Linked DNA regions of Mus musculus: region 1 is linked to region 2. A link is a contact called in public HiChIP or PLAC-seq data. All regions are on one chromosome and are shown on one strand. Each heading gives the region's core, a stretch centred on a gene start, on an enhancer-like site or on the middle of the called end of the contact. The rest is flanking DNA. Distances are from core to core; before and after follow the strand shown. Region 1 overlaps Gm36359 (a long non-coding RNA gene). Region 2 has its middle 13 kb from the start of Dnase1.

Region 1 (7,119 bases), core at 1,864-4,363, 250 kb after region 2:
CATTCTTGGGAGAAGGACCCTCAACTCTTATTTCCTAAATCACTTTAGGTCCTTTGTTCCTCGTTTAAGAAATCCAAAAGGTTCCACCTGTACCCAGCATGTTCTGGGTTGCCTTGCCGACTGTGGATGGACTGGGTCAGACCCCAGCACGCCATAGGATTAGCTTAACCTCTGCCTGGGTGTTGGGCTGTGTGCTCGGACTGTACCATTTCAGTGCTGGAGAACTTGCTTAGCATCAGGAGGCCCTGGGATCTATCCCAAGCACCACAGACTCAGAAGATAAATAATGGCACGGAGCAGCCTGCTCCTTGAGCTGGGGGTAAAGCTCTGGACTGCAGAGTGAGTGGAGGAGACACCTGAGGCCGGAGTTGTATTCAGAAGATGCAGACTAGAGGATGTATTTGCAAATTAGCTTCCATGTACACAGGAGTCGAGAGGCTGCCTTCTTGCTTCCCTTCCTCCCTCCAGTCTTCATTTCCTGCATGTTTTTCTTCCCTTTTTTGGACAGGGTCTCATCCTGTGGCCCAGGCTATTATCAAACTTGAAGGTTCTTCTGTCTCAGCTTCCTCAGGCGAGTACCACAGGCCTCAAGCCTCCATTCCCTCTTCCCCTCTCCTCCCTCCCTCCCCCTCCCTTCCTCCTCCTTCCCTCTCTGTAGTAAAATGAAGGGTCACCTCTATCTGGAAATGAGGGACAGCAGCTGAAGTGGACCTCTTTTGCTGGTCCCACCCTCTGTGTGACAAGCAAGCTGAGTGGCTTTATCACCCTCGGAAAGTCTTCACTGTCCCATCACCAGGGCTGACAGATTCTGTGAGGAGAAACACTTGGTCCATCCAGAGGAGAGGAAGCTCAAGTTGCCATGATTCATCGGCTTCAGAGCCAAGAGTTTTCGACATGATCAGAATTGTCTTTGGGGCCGGCCTGTGCTGGGTATGCGGAGGCCAAGGAGTTACTGGCAGAGAAACAAGAGCAAAATTAGCTAGTGTACTTTCAGTCTCTGGCTGCCTGCCAACATTTCCTTCCAATGTGAGTGTTCTTAGTTTCCTTCTGGAAGTTTTTGTCAGGTTTATTGCAAACGTAAGGGTGGTGAGTAGAGAGAAGCAAAGGGAGAGTTGCTGAGCTGGAAGGGACCCCTTTTAAACCAGCGCCCCAGAGCACCCCAGTGTGTGCGCTTTTCTGTAGAGACACCAGACTCCCTTTGTGCAAAACTGAATCCACGTCAGAGACAGCCATACTTTATGACCCAGCTGGGTCTCAATGCATGAGTGTTTATATGTGTGTTTAATAGGTCGGTGTATGTCCGATACATGTCAAGACCATTGAAAGCCACCAGTGGAAACATACGCAAGACAGATGGATGTCAAATTCACCAGACAATGAACACTCTAATGGATTTCATCAACATCCAATTTTGTAAAACTGTAAACTTTTGAAAACCATGAAATTAAAACAAATGCCTCACAATAGCATAAAAAAGCAACAAATTTGGTTGGGGGAAGAAGCTTCCTAGCAAAAATGATTCAGTAAATTTAAACCTGTATATGTATATGTATATGTATATGTATATGTATATGTATATGTATATGTATATGTATATGTATATAGATAACTTCCTGGATTTTGATGCTTACTCTCAAATCCCTCCCAGCTTTAAGAATTTATTAAATAAGACCTCTTCTTTTCTTTTTTTTATCTTAAATATTTATTTATTTAATGTGTGCAAGTACACTGTAGCTGTCTTCAGACACACCAGAAGAGGGCATCAATCCCATTACAGATGGTTGTGGGCCACATGTGGTTGCTGGGAATTGAATTCAGGAAAAGCAGCCAGTGCTCTTAACCACTGAGCCATCTCTCCAGCCCTCCTATTTTCAGAAAGGGCATTATGGCCCTGATCTACTGGCTGCCAGTTGACATATCTCCAGATGAGAAGAGACAGGGTGCTGCTGCTAGTTTCCAGTTACACAGGGAGGGGTCACCAGGTTGAAAAGTGACCCCTCCCACCGACAGGATACTATTTAAGGAGCAGATGTGGGGATGGGGTTGTGACTCAGTTAGTAGAGTGTCTAGCATGCAAGAAGGCTAGGGTTTGATCTCCAGCACTGCATAAATCAGGCATTGTGTGTGGCCCATGGATGGAGTCCCATCGAGAGGGCAGGAGGTGAAGAACATCCTTGGTTATATAGTAAGTCAGAATAGCTTAGAATGCGGTGAGAGAGGAAGGGAGGGAGAGGGGCGCGTGCAATTCTCCCTGATGGATAAACACATAGCCTCTTCCCCACTGAGCTAGAGCTTCCTGATTTACTCTTTTCTTTCTTCTTTTGCTTTTGCTTTATGAATCAGGGTTTTCTCTGTGTAGCCTTGGCTGTCATGGAACTATGTAGCCAAGCTGGCTTTGAGCTCAGATATCTACCCCACTCTGTCTCCCAAATGCCACCACTGCAAGACCACTCTTTTCTTTTTAAGAAAAGATTTATTTTTAATTATCTATACTACTTGTATAAGGGTATGTACATGTCAGTGCTGGAACCTTTGGCAGCCAGAGGTGTTGAGCATCCCTAGAGTGAGAGTTACAGGCATTACCTTGCGTGGGTCTTGGGAACTGAACTTGGGTCCTCTGGAAGTGAAGTATTCTTTTTTTAACTGCTGGGAGATCTTTCCAGTTTAGTTGAGTCTAGTCTAGTCTAGTCTGTTATTAAGGTAGGGTTTTTGTTGTTGGTTGTTGTTGTTGTTTTTGTCTTGTTTTGTTTTAATATTATGTTGCCCTTGGCTGGTTTAGAACCCAGGCTGGCCTTGAATTTATAGCAATCCTCCTGCCTCAGTCTCCCGAGCGCTGTGATTACAGAAAAATTTTTAACATGCCCAACTGGATTGTTTTCTTTCTAACTAGTTGTGCTAAGTTAGAACAGAATGGATAGAATGACAAATAAAACCGCCAGCTTTCTCCCAGAGAGGGTCTCTCTTTGCATTGCATTTGCTTACCATCGGTTCACACCTATGCTCAGTATTAAAAGCTACTTACCAGTCTGGGAACCTAACCTTGTTGCACCATGGAAAATAGTCTGACTCTTGGGCACCAAAGGTTGGTGACTCATTTTCAGGGTTTTCTTAAGAACTAGGGAACTGACTGTCACACTTGTATGTGAAGGGATTGGGAAACCCAGCCAGTGACTAAATACTTACATTGAATCAGTACTATTTTCGAAGCATTTTAAAATCCTGGACAAAATGAACCCTTTTCCTATTCCTGCTCAAAGTAGTCCCAAGCAAATAAGCCTCGGCTGACTCCTGTCTGCCCATGGTGTTAAGCAAGCTCCAGAGAAGCCAACTGAGCCCACACAGGCTGTGTCTTCTTCCTGGCTCTGCCTCTCTTCAGTTTATACAGCTTCCTGCTGAGAGAAAGGCCTCTGAAACTCACTCCTGCAGAGAGAACGTTGACTCTGAAAACTGGGAACCAGCTATGGATTCTGGACAATCAGGTGAGGGTGGCCCCACGGAAACAGGCTGGATCAAGTCTGTCTACTAGAAATGACTACCTCAGGGCCAAGTACCAGTGCCCTGAGTCCAAAGGCTTCCTCAAGCCCCCCAGGCCCAACAACTTGGTGAATTCAAATGCAGCAACCAACTGTGTCCCATAGTAGTTGTACTAAGTATACATGGACAGAGATTTGCCTATGAGTTGGTGTTGTGTTAATTAAGAAGGCATTTCAAGCCGGGGAGTGGTGGCTCACGCCTTTAATCCCAGCACTAGGGGAACAAAGGCAGCGGATTCCTGAGTTCAAGGCCAGCCTGGTCTACAGAGTGAGTTCCAGGACAGCCATGACTATACAGAGAAACCCTGTCTCGGGGGTGAAAAAAAAAGAAGACATTTCAAGATTCTTTTTTTTTTTTTTTTGGCTTTTTCGAGACAGGGTTTCTCTATAGCCCTGGCTGTCCTGGAACTCACTTTGTAGACCAGGCTGGCCTCGAACTCAGAAATCCACCTGCCTCTGCCTCCTGAGTGCTGGGATTAAAGGCGTGCGCCACCACGCCCGGCTCATTTCAAGATTCTTACAAGCAAATTGGCCAGTGTCTTCCACTATACACATTTTTCTATCTGAAACTGCTATGAGCCCAAAATAAACCAACAACAAAATTTGAATTTAATCGTAGCGTTATCTGAGTTATTTTCCAAGATTCTCTGGATCTGTGTCACATGATTTTCTCTGATTCAGAAAAACTTTTGAATATACTTTTTCTTTTTTAAATTTTGTTTTTTATTTTTTTATTTATATGAGTACACTGTAACTATTTCCAGACACACCAGAAGAGGGCATCAGATCCCTTTATAGACGGTTGTGAGCCACCATGTGGTTGCTGGGAATTGAACTCAGGACCTTTGGAAGTACTCTTAACCACTGAGCCATCTCTCCAGTCCTTGAATATACTTTTTCAAAATAAACTTTTGAAAAACATTTTGATAGTTTTTCAGGGCTTCAGTAATGAGTTAAAGATACTCTGCATTGTTCTAGGTACACAGCTAGTTCAGAATTTCACAGATTCTTTCAGTTTAAGGTTAACATTACATAGTGCAGTGTGTGTGTGTGTGTGTGTGTGTGTGTGTGCGTGCGTGCGCGCGCGCGCACGCGCACGCTCGTTTCGTGTACACTCAGGTGCATGGAGGAAGCCAGAAGTCAACACCGAGAGTCTTCCTTAATCACTCTCCATGTTTACAGATGTGGTTTCTTACTGAACCTAGAGCCTACCACTTTGGCTACACTGGCCCAGGAGCCACCAGGATCCTGCGGTTTCCCTTCCTAGCACCAGGAAATCAAGTGTGTGCTGCTACCCCCAGCTTTTGTGGGTGTTGGGATGTGAGACAGCAAGCACTTAGCCCTCCAAGCCGTCTAAGCAGCCTTACTGCCTCCTCCCTTTAAAACAACAGTGACACACCTGAAGAGCACCGAAGCCCACTCCCTGAACTGAAGCAGGATTTCCCCCACACCGGGACGTTTATCCTCTGGACAAGACAGGATGAGAACAATGCTGCCGAGAAGCTTAGCAGGTAAGAAGAGGAAAAACTATCAATTTCTAGGAAGTGGTTTTTAAAAAAGCTACTCAGGTTGTTGGAATGGAACATTTATTTAATGACAAGAATGTGCAATGCCCATAGATGAGAAGTCCCAGTCAGCATGCACAAAATATGCATTTTATGCTGGGAAGTGGTGGTACATGCCTTTAATTCCAGTACTCTCGAGAGACAGTGGCAGGCAGATCTTTATGAATTCAAGACTAGCCTGGTCTATGGAGTGGAGTGTGGCTCAGGACAGCCAGCTGTTACAGAGAAACTCTGTCTCAAAAACAAGACAAACAAGCAAACACAAACGCATTTTGCAACACATAATCACCTTATCTCCTCCAGCCGCACAAGAAGATATCCCCCACGTTGACAATGTCATGCGAGGCAAAATGCGTAAGGACCAGGCCAGGTGGGGTCCTACCCCATAGGGACCCATGCGCCCTGAATTATGCTGCTGTGAGGACTACAGCTGGAAGAGGGGGCTGCATCATCACAGGCTAAAACCCAGCTGGCCCTACAAGACGGACACAGGTTATTATTTATTATTAAAAGTCTTATTTATCTGTATGTGTCTGCTGTGAGAGAAGGTGCTTGCAGAGGGAAAGGGTGTCAGATCCCTTGGAGCTGGGGTTATAGGCAGTTATAAGCTGCTTGATGTGGGTGTTGGGAACTGAACACAGGTCCTTCGCAAGAGCAATGTGTGTCCTTAAGCACTTAGCCATCTCTCCAGCCTAATACAGGGATCTCAAGGAAGATACGTTAAGGCTTTAATTTTCTGTTTTGTGCTCATCCATAACTCCATTAGTGGTTTGGTTTAACGCTGTGGTTAAAAAAGGTTCACATGGAGTCATGGCTGGCGTGCCTGGATGATGGCTCTGACCTGCTCCAAGCTGCAGTGTACAGGACTGCCAGCTTCTGCAGGATGCCTGCTCTGTTGTGTTTTCCCTGGGTCCAAGTGGCCCGTTCTACAGTCACATCCGGCTGTCTGTCATGGCTCTCTCCTAACTGCAAGGACATCTGTGGCTCACCTTAGTGGAGATGAGGAATTCTCTGCTTAAGTTCCAAGTTGATTCAAGGTCTTGCCTGGGCTGGCCCAGGAGTGCAGGTGACATTTTTCCTTTGTATGCTCAAAGCTCTCAGGAGGTCACAGTGGCAGCTTTTTCTGGCTGACCTGAGAAAGAACTGGGGGTGATTCTCTGAGTTTCACAGGAGTATACTCAATACACATGGGAACCTATGAGGAGTAAGCTTGTACTGTTTCCACCTGGGCCATGAATGACGACTAGACCTAGAAAATGTGGTAGACACAGTGTGAGGTTCACCAAGAAGTCTAAGGGTTGCCAGGGTTGATATTGCACATGGTGGGCGAGGCTACAGAGGAATCAGATGTCCAGTGTGACTCTGGGAAGCTTGAGCTGAGATCACCCTCAAGGTGTTGCAAGGGATGCCAGCAGGGAGCCCCAGTTTTTGTAGTAGTGACACTGGCGAGGGAGGGGGCTGCTTTCCTGGAGTTCCAGTAACTGTTGCCGAATGTATGATAGCTCCCTAGCTGTGCCATGCTTCCTGTTACACTCACATGTCTAAAGCCTGTTGCAATTCTGCTGGCAAATGGACAGTTGGATAAGGAGAGGAAAAAATTTAGAAACGAGCTGAAAAGGGTGGAAATGGCCCCTTGAATCAGCCAGGAGAATGGCAACAAATCCCTGGAAGACTCTAGATCACTATCTAGGAGATCCTTGCAAGAAATTCAAACAAAGAAAATTCAGTCTTTGTTTGTTTTTCAAGACAGAGTTTCTCTGTGTAGCCCTGAGTGTCCTGGAACTAGCTCTATAGACCAGGCTGGCCTCAAATTCAGAGATCCACCTGCCTCTGTCTACTGAGTGCTGGGATCAAAGGCATGAGCCACTACTGCCCCACTGAAATTCACTGTCTCATTCAAAGCATTTTAGGGAAAAGTTATCTAGAGGACTGCTTTTAATCTATTTTTTTTAAGTAGTTGCATCTAATTTCTTATTTGCCTTTAATCCTCTGAAAAATTCATATAACTATCTTTTTCACTT
Region 2 (6,589 bases), core at 1,213-3,712:
CCCACTCCCCTCCTTCTCTCTTTCTTGTGGTTCCCTCCGACCCCCTCCCCCAAGCCTGGGAACCCTAAAACCCACCTAAGTGTCTTCTGCCCAGCTATTGGCTGTCGGTATCTTTATTTACCAATCAGAAATAACTTGGGGCCAGGGTCACATAGTTGCAGTCTCTGGGTTAACCAGGTCTTGGGGCCCACACTTAGCATTATTATTATTATTATTATTTTTTGGTTGTTGTTGTTTTTCGAGACAGGGTTTCTCTGTGTAGCCCTGGCAGTCCTGGAACTCACTCTGTGGACTAGGCTGGCCTCGAACTCAGAAATCCGCCTGCTTCTGCCTCCCAAGTGCTGGGATTAAAGGCATGCGTCACCACTACTTGGCTCTTGTTTTATGCCTGTTGAGATTTGGTCTTTTGCTGTGTATTATAATGCATGCCTTTAATCCCAGCACTTGGGAGGCAGAAGCAGGCAGATTTCTGAGTTCGAGGCCAGCCTAGTCCACAGAGTGAGTTCCTGGACAGACAGGGCTACACAGAGAAACCCTGTCTCAAAAAACAAAACAAAACAAAACAAAACAAAACAAAACAAAACAAATAAAACAAGGTTACTGGCGGTTCTACACTGTGGTTGTATCCCACTACTTGACTGAAAAGATTTTCCAGATTAAGTGCTTTCTTCTGCAGTGTTTAGGGTCCTTTGAGAGCCCATCTTCTTGTGCAAGTTGAGGTCATGGATTTGTTTTGTTTTGTCTTCCTATTTGTATTCCTCTTACCTTGTTGTTCTGCCTACTAATTCTGAATCAACCACCTGCTGTAACCAGACAAGGATTCTAGTGTGGGGATTGGGACAAGAACACAGCCACAAACCTTCAGCCTACAATTTGTCCTGCCTGCACAGTGTGCAGGTGGTGCATGCAGAACTTATGGGAATAGCCAACCAATGACAGCTGGAACTTGAGACCCCTGCCACAAGAGGGAGCCCACCCCTGGCACTGCCTGGATGGCAGGAAGCAGAGGCAGGAGAGCCCAGAGACCTGGGATACAGCCAAACACAAGCAAGCAAGCAAGAAAAAAAAAAAAAGTCAATGAAATGATTCCTAATGATACTCTGCTATATGCATAGACTGGAGTCTAGCATAATCCTCACGAGAGAGGCAGCATCCAACAACTGCTAAGAGCAGATGCAGAGACCCACAGCCAAACATTAGGTGGAGCTTGGGGAATCACAAGGAAGAGAGGAAGGATTGCAGAGGTCAGAGAGATCAAGGGCATCACAAGAACACAGCCCACAGAATCAACTGAGCAGGACTCACGGGGACTCACAGAGACTGAAGTGACAATCACAGACCCTGCATGGTCTATGCTAGTTCCTCTACATATATGCTATGGTTGTGTAGCTTGCTGTTCTTGTGGGACTCCTAACAATGGGAGTGGGGTTGTCTTTGACTCTTGCCTGCTCTTGGGACCCTTTTCCTCCTACTGGGTTACCTCATCCAGTCTTGATATGAGGGTTTGTGCCCAGTTGTATAATAACTTGTTATGCCATGTTGAGTTGATATCCCTGGGAGGCCTGCTCTTTTCTGAAGGGAAATGGAGAAAGAGTGGATCTGGAGGGTGGGGGGAGGGCTGGGAAGAGAAGAGAGAGGGGAAACAGTGGTCAGAATGTAAAATATAAGAGAAGAATAAATTAGTTAAAGAAAGAAAAGAAGAGAAGAGAAAAGAAAAGAAAGAACTCAGCCATTATATTGAAAAACAGCAGATAGAGTAAATAGCCTGTTTTGTTAATAATTTTAGAAGACACACTTGCAATTTTTCCCCATTTAGTATGATGTCGGCTGAAGGTTTGATTCCTCAGTGATGACAGTAGAAAGATGATTTATTTATTACATGTGCACATACCTGGTTCTGGTATGGGAGTGATGGGCCTCTGAAGGGAGTCTGAGCTAAAGTGTGGTGATGGGAGATGGAGCTTCACTGAGAGAGCAGCTCTGTCCACACCCCTGCCTCAGTGGCCTTTATTTCTGCCCTGCGCGGCCTGTTCTGGTACATGGGCTTCTTAGCTTATCTTGCCTCTGTCTCACTGTGTTCCTGGGTCTGGTGTGCACACTTGATTTTCCCATCTGTCTCTTTGCAGACGTTTCTACGTGTAAGGACTAGAATAGAACAGGTTTCTGTAGCCGCTCGCAGCTACACGAACCAGGTTCCTGATAGCGAGGCTGGGGCTGCATGGGAGAAAATGGGGAGAGAAATAATGAGACCAAGACAAGGATACTGATCAAGGCCCAAAGTTTACTTGAGAGTCTGAGCTTATAAAGTGTGTGGGGGGGGGATCCCATCCCCCACCACGCCAGGATCTCATATCATCAGGATAGTGTCAGGAGAACAGGTTCAGCCTCTCAGCAGGTAGCGGAGTCCCGGAGAAAATGGCAGAGGTGGCAGACCTATCTAAATTGGAAGACTCCACCCTAGGTGGTCTCGTTCTCAATGGTGGAACAGGTCTGAACCAGCCTGCTCAAGGCTGGGGTAGGCTACAGGTTTCTTAGAGTTTATCTGGTACAGTTGACCTCAGGTCTGTAAGTTTATAGTTTAAAGTTTTCTTTTCTTTTTCTTTTTTTGTTTTTTGTTTTTCAAGACAGGGTTTCTCTGTATAGCCCTGGCTGTCCTGGAACTCACTCTGTAGATCAGGCTGGCCTCGAACTCATAAATCCGCCTGTCTCTGCCTCCCAAGTGCTGGGATTAAAGGCGTGAGCCACCACCACCCAGCTATTAAAGTTTTCTGTTGCTTCTTTAGATGTATTTAGCTTCCTTTGTGTGGGGTTGTCAGTCATACACACATTATGCTGCTTGGTGGGTCTGACACGTTCTTTCTGTGCCTATTTGAATGGTTTATATTGCTGGGTCTTCAAATCACCGATCTCTTGTTTTTCCATGTTTATCTGCTGTTAACTCACCTAGCATACTGGTTAAAAATTTTTATATCTATATTTTCATTGTACAAATGTTTTGCCCACATGCATTTTTACCACATGTGTACCTGGTCCCTGTGGAGATCAGACGAGGGCATCAAATCTCCTGGAACAGGAGTTACAGGTGCCTGTGAGCACCAATATGGGTGCTGGGAATTGAACCCTGGTCTTCTGCAAGAGCAACCAGTGCTCTTAGCCTCTGACCCATCTTTCCAGCCCCTGTACCTTTTTTTTTTTTTTTTCATTTCAGATATTTTTCCTCTGAAGGACTCAGAGTCTTTTTATTCTCCCTGTTCCTTCCTTGTACTCGCATAACTTCTTTTTTTTTTTTTTTTTGGTTTTTCGAGACAGGGTTTCTCTGCATAGCCCTGGCTGTCCTGGAGCTCACTTTGTAGACCAGGCTGGCCTTGAACTCAGAAATCCGCCTGCCTCTGTCTCCCGAGTGCTGGGATTAAAGGCGTGAGCCACCACGCCCGGTCTCGCATAACTTCTTGACTGTATGAAGTGTAGTTACAGTCCCTGGCTATGCCTTTATTGGCCACTTCCTTTAACACTTGTTTCTGGATCAGCTTTCTGTGAGGTTTGTTGTTGTTGTTTTTTTGTTTTCTTTTTTTTTAAATTTTACTTGCTACTTTTAAAAATATTTATTTATTATTTATATGAGTACACTGTAGTTGTCTTCAGACACACTCCAGAAGGATGCATGGGATCCCATTACAGATGGTTGTGAGCCACCATGTAGTTGCTGGGAATTGAACTCAGGACCTCTGGGAGAGCAGCCAGGGCTCTTAACCACTAAACCATCTCTCCAGCTCGAGGTGTTTTTTTTTTTTTTTTTTTTTTTAAAGTATTTTATGATTCTTGGTTGTGTCTTCTGAAAATTTATAATAGTGACTCCTAGTGACCTTTCAGCTTTGAATGCTCCCTGCCAGGGAAAGGCTGGGCACACAAGCCTTTCTCCCTTGCTGATGCTAATCTTTATCAAGGATGGTTCTGTGTGCTTTGCTGGTACTGCCCTCTGATTCAGCCTGGCACAAGGGATTAAGGATTACCTTAGGCAATGTCTTGGTAAGTTCAGTGTTTTGGAAAACCAGATCTTAGTCTGTAAGAACTAGCCTGCTAAAGGTGTAAGAGGCTGGAAAACCAAACAGAGGCAGATGGATTCAGGATTGTGCAAAGTCTTATTTACTATTTCATTTAATTGAGATAGGGTCTGGATTTGGAGCTATGGCTGGCCTGATACTCACTATGCAGCCCAGGCTGGCCTCAAACTTGAGGCAATCCTTCTATGTCACCCCCTTAGGTGCTGGGATTATAGGTTTGTACCACCATATCCAACTTACAAAGTCCAGTTTATCAGGGACTTTAAGTAGAAGTATATCCTGGATATTGGAAAGACCAGTGTCCCCACATCCTAAGGCAAGGAGAGGAGCATATATACCAATCTAGACAAAGGAGCTGCAGTCAACTAAAATGCCTTCAGCTTTTCTCCATTCTTGATAGAGTCAAAGCCCAGTTAAATGGTTAGGGCCAGCTGACAGGTTTTTTTGTTTGTTTGTTTTTTGGTTTTTCTTTTTTTTTTTTTTTTTTTTCGAGACAGGGTTTCTCTGTTTAGCCCTGGCTGTCCTGGAACTCACTTTGTAGACCAGGCTGGCCTCAAACTCAGAAATCCACCTGCTTTTGCCTCCTGAGTGCTAGGATTAAAAGGTGTGCGCCACCAGCTGACAGTTGAGTGGGTAAAGGTCCTTGCTACAAGTCTAATCTTGATTCAGCACTTAGGATTCACCTGATGAGAGGGGAGAACCAGCTCCTATGAGTTGTGCCTGACACCACATGTTCACTGAGACACACCCATGCCTGTATCCATACATATGTCATACACCAATAATAATAAGTTTTTTTTAATTTAAAAGGTGTTAGGGAAATGGTTCAGCAGTTAAGAGAGAGCACCGCTTCCAGAGGGTCCAAATTTGTTTACCAGCGTGATGTTAGGTGCTTACATCTGCCTGTAAATTCCAACTGCAGGGGATTTGATGCCTTCTTTTGGCCTCTGAAGGCATTTGCATGCACTGGTGTACATGGCCACATACAAATACATGTATGCATAAAATGTATAAATAAATAAATAAATGTTAAGAAAAAAAGAGAACAGCTTAGGTATCTTAGCTGTGTTCGTCCTTTAGGGGGTAGACTGAAGGGCAGCATCATAGTAGGCATAATGACAGTTACAGCCAAGATGGCTATGGTCATCTCAAGTTAGATCCCTATAAGTGACCTCCATCTCATACCAGGGTGCCTTTGTCTTCCCACAACTCCTTCTGACAGCATTCTAGCTCATTTTGTTGTCATCTTTGCAGGTAGTTCTTGGCCACCAGCCACAGCCTAGAACAGCAGAGGATCTTTACCATCCAGTGGGGAGTAAGGACCATCCATTTTGTCAGATCTGAATCCTTCCTTTGGCACCTGTTTCCAGCCTGAGGTGGTATATGGCATTTTCTTTTGCTTCCTCCTAGTTGATATTTAATTTTCCTCTATAGGAAAGCTCTGTTCCTTCAAACCCTACCCAACTTCCATCTTCCTGAGAGAACACTCACAGGTGCTTTGTTCCTTTCATTGGGTGTCAGGAGTTTTAACTGTTGGTGAAGTTTGTTGTATCCCTTTAAATCATGTTAGATTTTGCCTTGGCAGGCAGAGTTCCTTCAGGAGCTGTGTGTGTGTTGTTCAGAAGCTTCTAAGCTCAGATCAAGTAGTCCAGAGCTGCCTTGGCTCTAAAGTTAACTTAGCCTATTTCTAAAGTGATTCCCTGCCGGACAGTGGTGGCACACGCTTTTAATCCCAGCACTTGGGAGGCAGAGGCAGGCGGATTTCTGAGTTCGAGGCCAGACAAATTGAGTTCCAGTACAGCCAGGGCTACACAGAGAAACCCTGTCTCAAAAAAACCCAAAAACAAACAAACAAACAAATAAATAAATAAATAAATAAAATCAAGTGATAGCCCTCTGGGTATTCTACCCAATACTTGTGATTTGGTAAGTGTGGGTATCCAAAGTGTTCTTATCCTGCTTTGAACTCTGAAGACTGTTCATTTGTTGATACACACACACACACACACACTATATATATATATACCTACATATAGATATATAGATATCCTTGTTTTGATGTTTTCCTACTTCCACATCCCAAGCATGGGTAAATCTGAGCTGTAGGCACCAAGGCAGTTCTCTGCAGATCCTGACCTTAGAGGCTATACTTCCTGTCCAACTTTACCCTGTTAATTGTAGCTACTTCAGATACTCTGAACCCTGTCCTCTGAACTCAGGGGTTCCCTGCTTCCCACACTGTGGTCTGGGCTCTCCTTCCAGCTGGAGCTGGTATAGTCACAAGTCACTTAGCTCATTTTCCCGGCCCTGAGCTCTGTCCTGCTCTGTTGAAACTGCTGCATCATGTGTGCCTCTGTTGTCTAGCCATTTCAGGCTCTCTCTTAATACAAACAGAACAAGTGAGCCACTGTGTCAGGACTGTGATAAAACTAAAAAAAAAAACAGGAAATTAAGATTCTGACTCCACTAATATTCAGTTTTCTTCTTCTACAACCAACTACCATGTAAATGTGACTATCAAGAATTCT

The links. HiChIP or PLAC-seq counts read pairs in DNA pulled down with a chosen protein or histone mark.
Region 1: an H3K27ac HiChIP or PLAC-seq map of embryonic stem cells shows a contact between it and region 2, with 2.9 times the contacts expected there. The contact joins two enhancer-like sites. A contact is called at or near these places in 4 of 39 promoter capture datasets (the 3T3-L1 cell line, the C10 cell line, embryonic stem cells and 1 more), 1 of 15 datasets of contacts at CTCF or cohesin (large pre-B cells), 4 of 484 Hi-C or Micro-C datasets (brain and embryonic stem cells), 6 of 115 datasets of contacts at active chromatin or transcription factors (embryonic stem cells, extraembryonic endoderm stem cells and stem cell-derived neural progenitor cells) and 2 of 9 other capture datasets (adipose tissue and liver).

What each region holds. Positions count from the first base shown.
Region 1 is chr16:4,273,163-4,280,281 of GRCm38.p6, forward strand. It overlaps Gm36359 (a long non-coding RNA gene), which reads right to left. Exons shown (of 4, transcript XR_875865.2): 1 at 5,388-7,119; 2 at 675-952. Among named protein-coding and RNA genes, the nearest start is that of Gm36359, 7.6 kb to the right of the region's middle. Within about 2 kb of position 3,114, at least 32 of the 459 cell types and tissues checked have an H3K27ac peak or open chromatin away from gene starts, as enhancers often do. A contact at or near this core is called in embryonic stem cells, where this site is marked.
Region 2 is chr16:4,020,484-4,027,072 of GRCm38.p6, forward strand. No RefSeq gene overlaps it. Among named protein-coding and RNA genes, the nearest start is that of Dnase1, 13 kb to the right of the region's middle. Within about 2 kb of position 2,463, at least 3 of the 459 cell types and tissues checked have an H3K27ac peak or open chromatin away from gene starts, as enhancers often do. A contact at or near this core is called in embryonic stem cells, where this site is marked.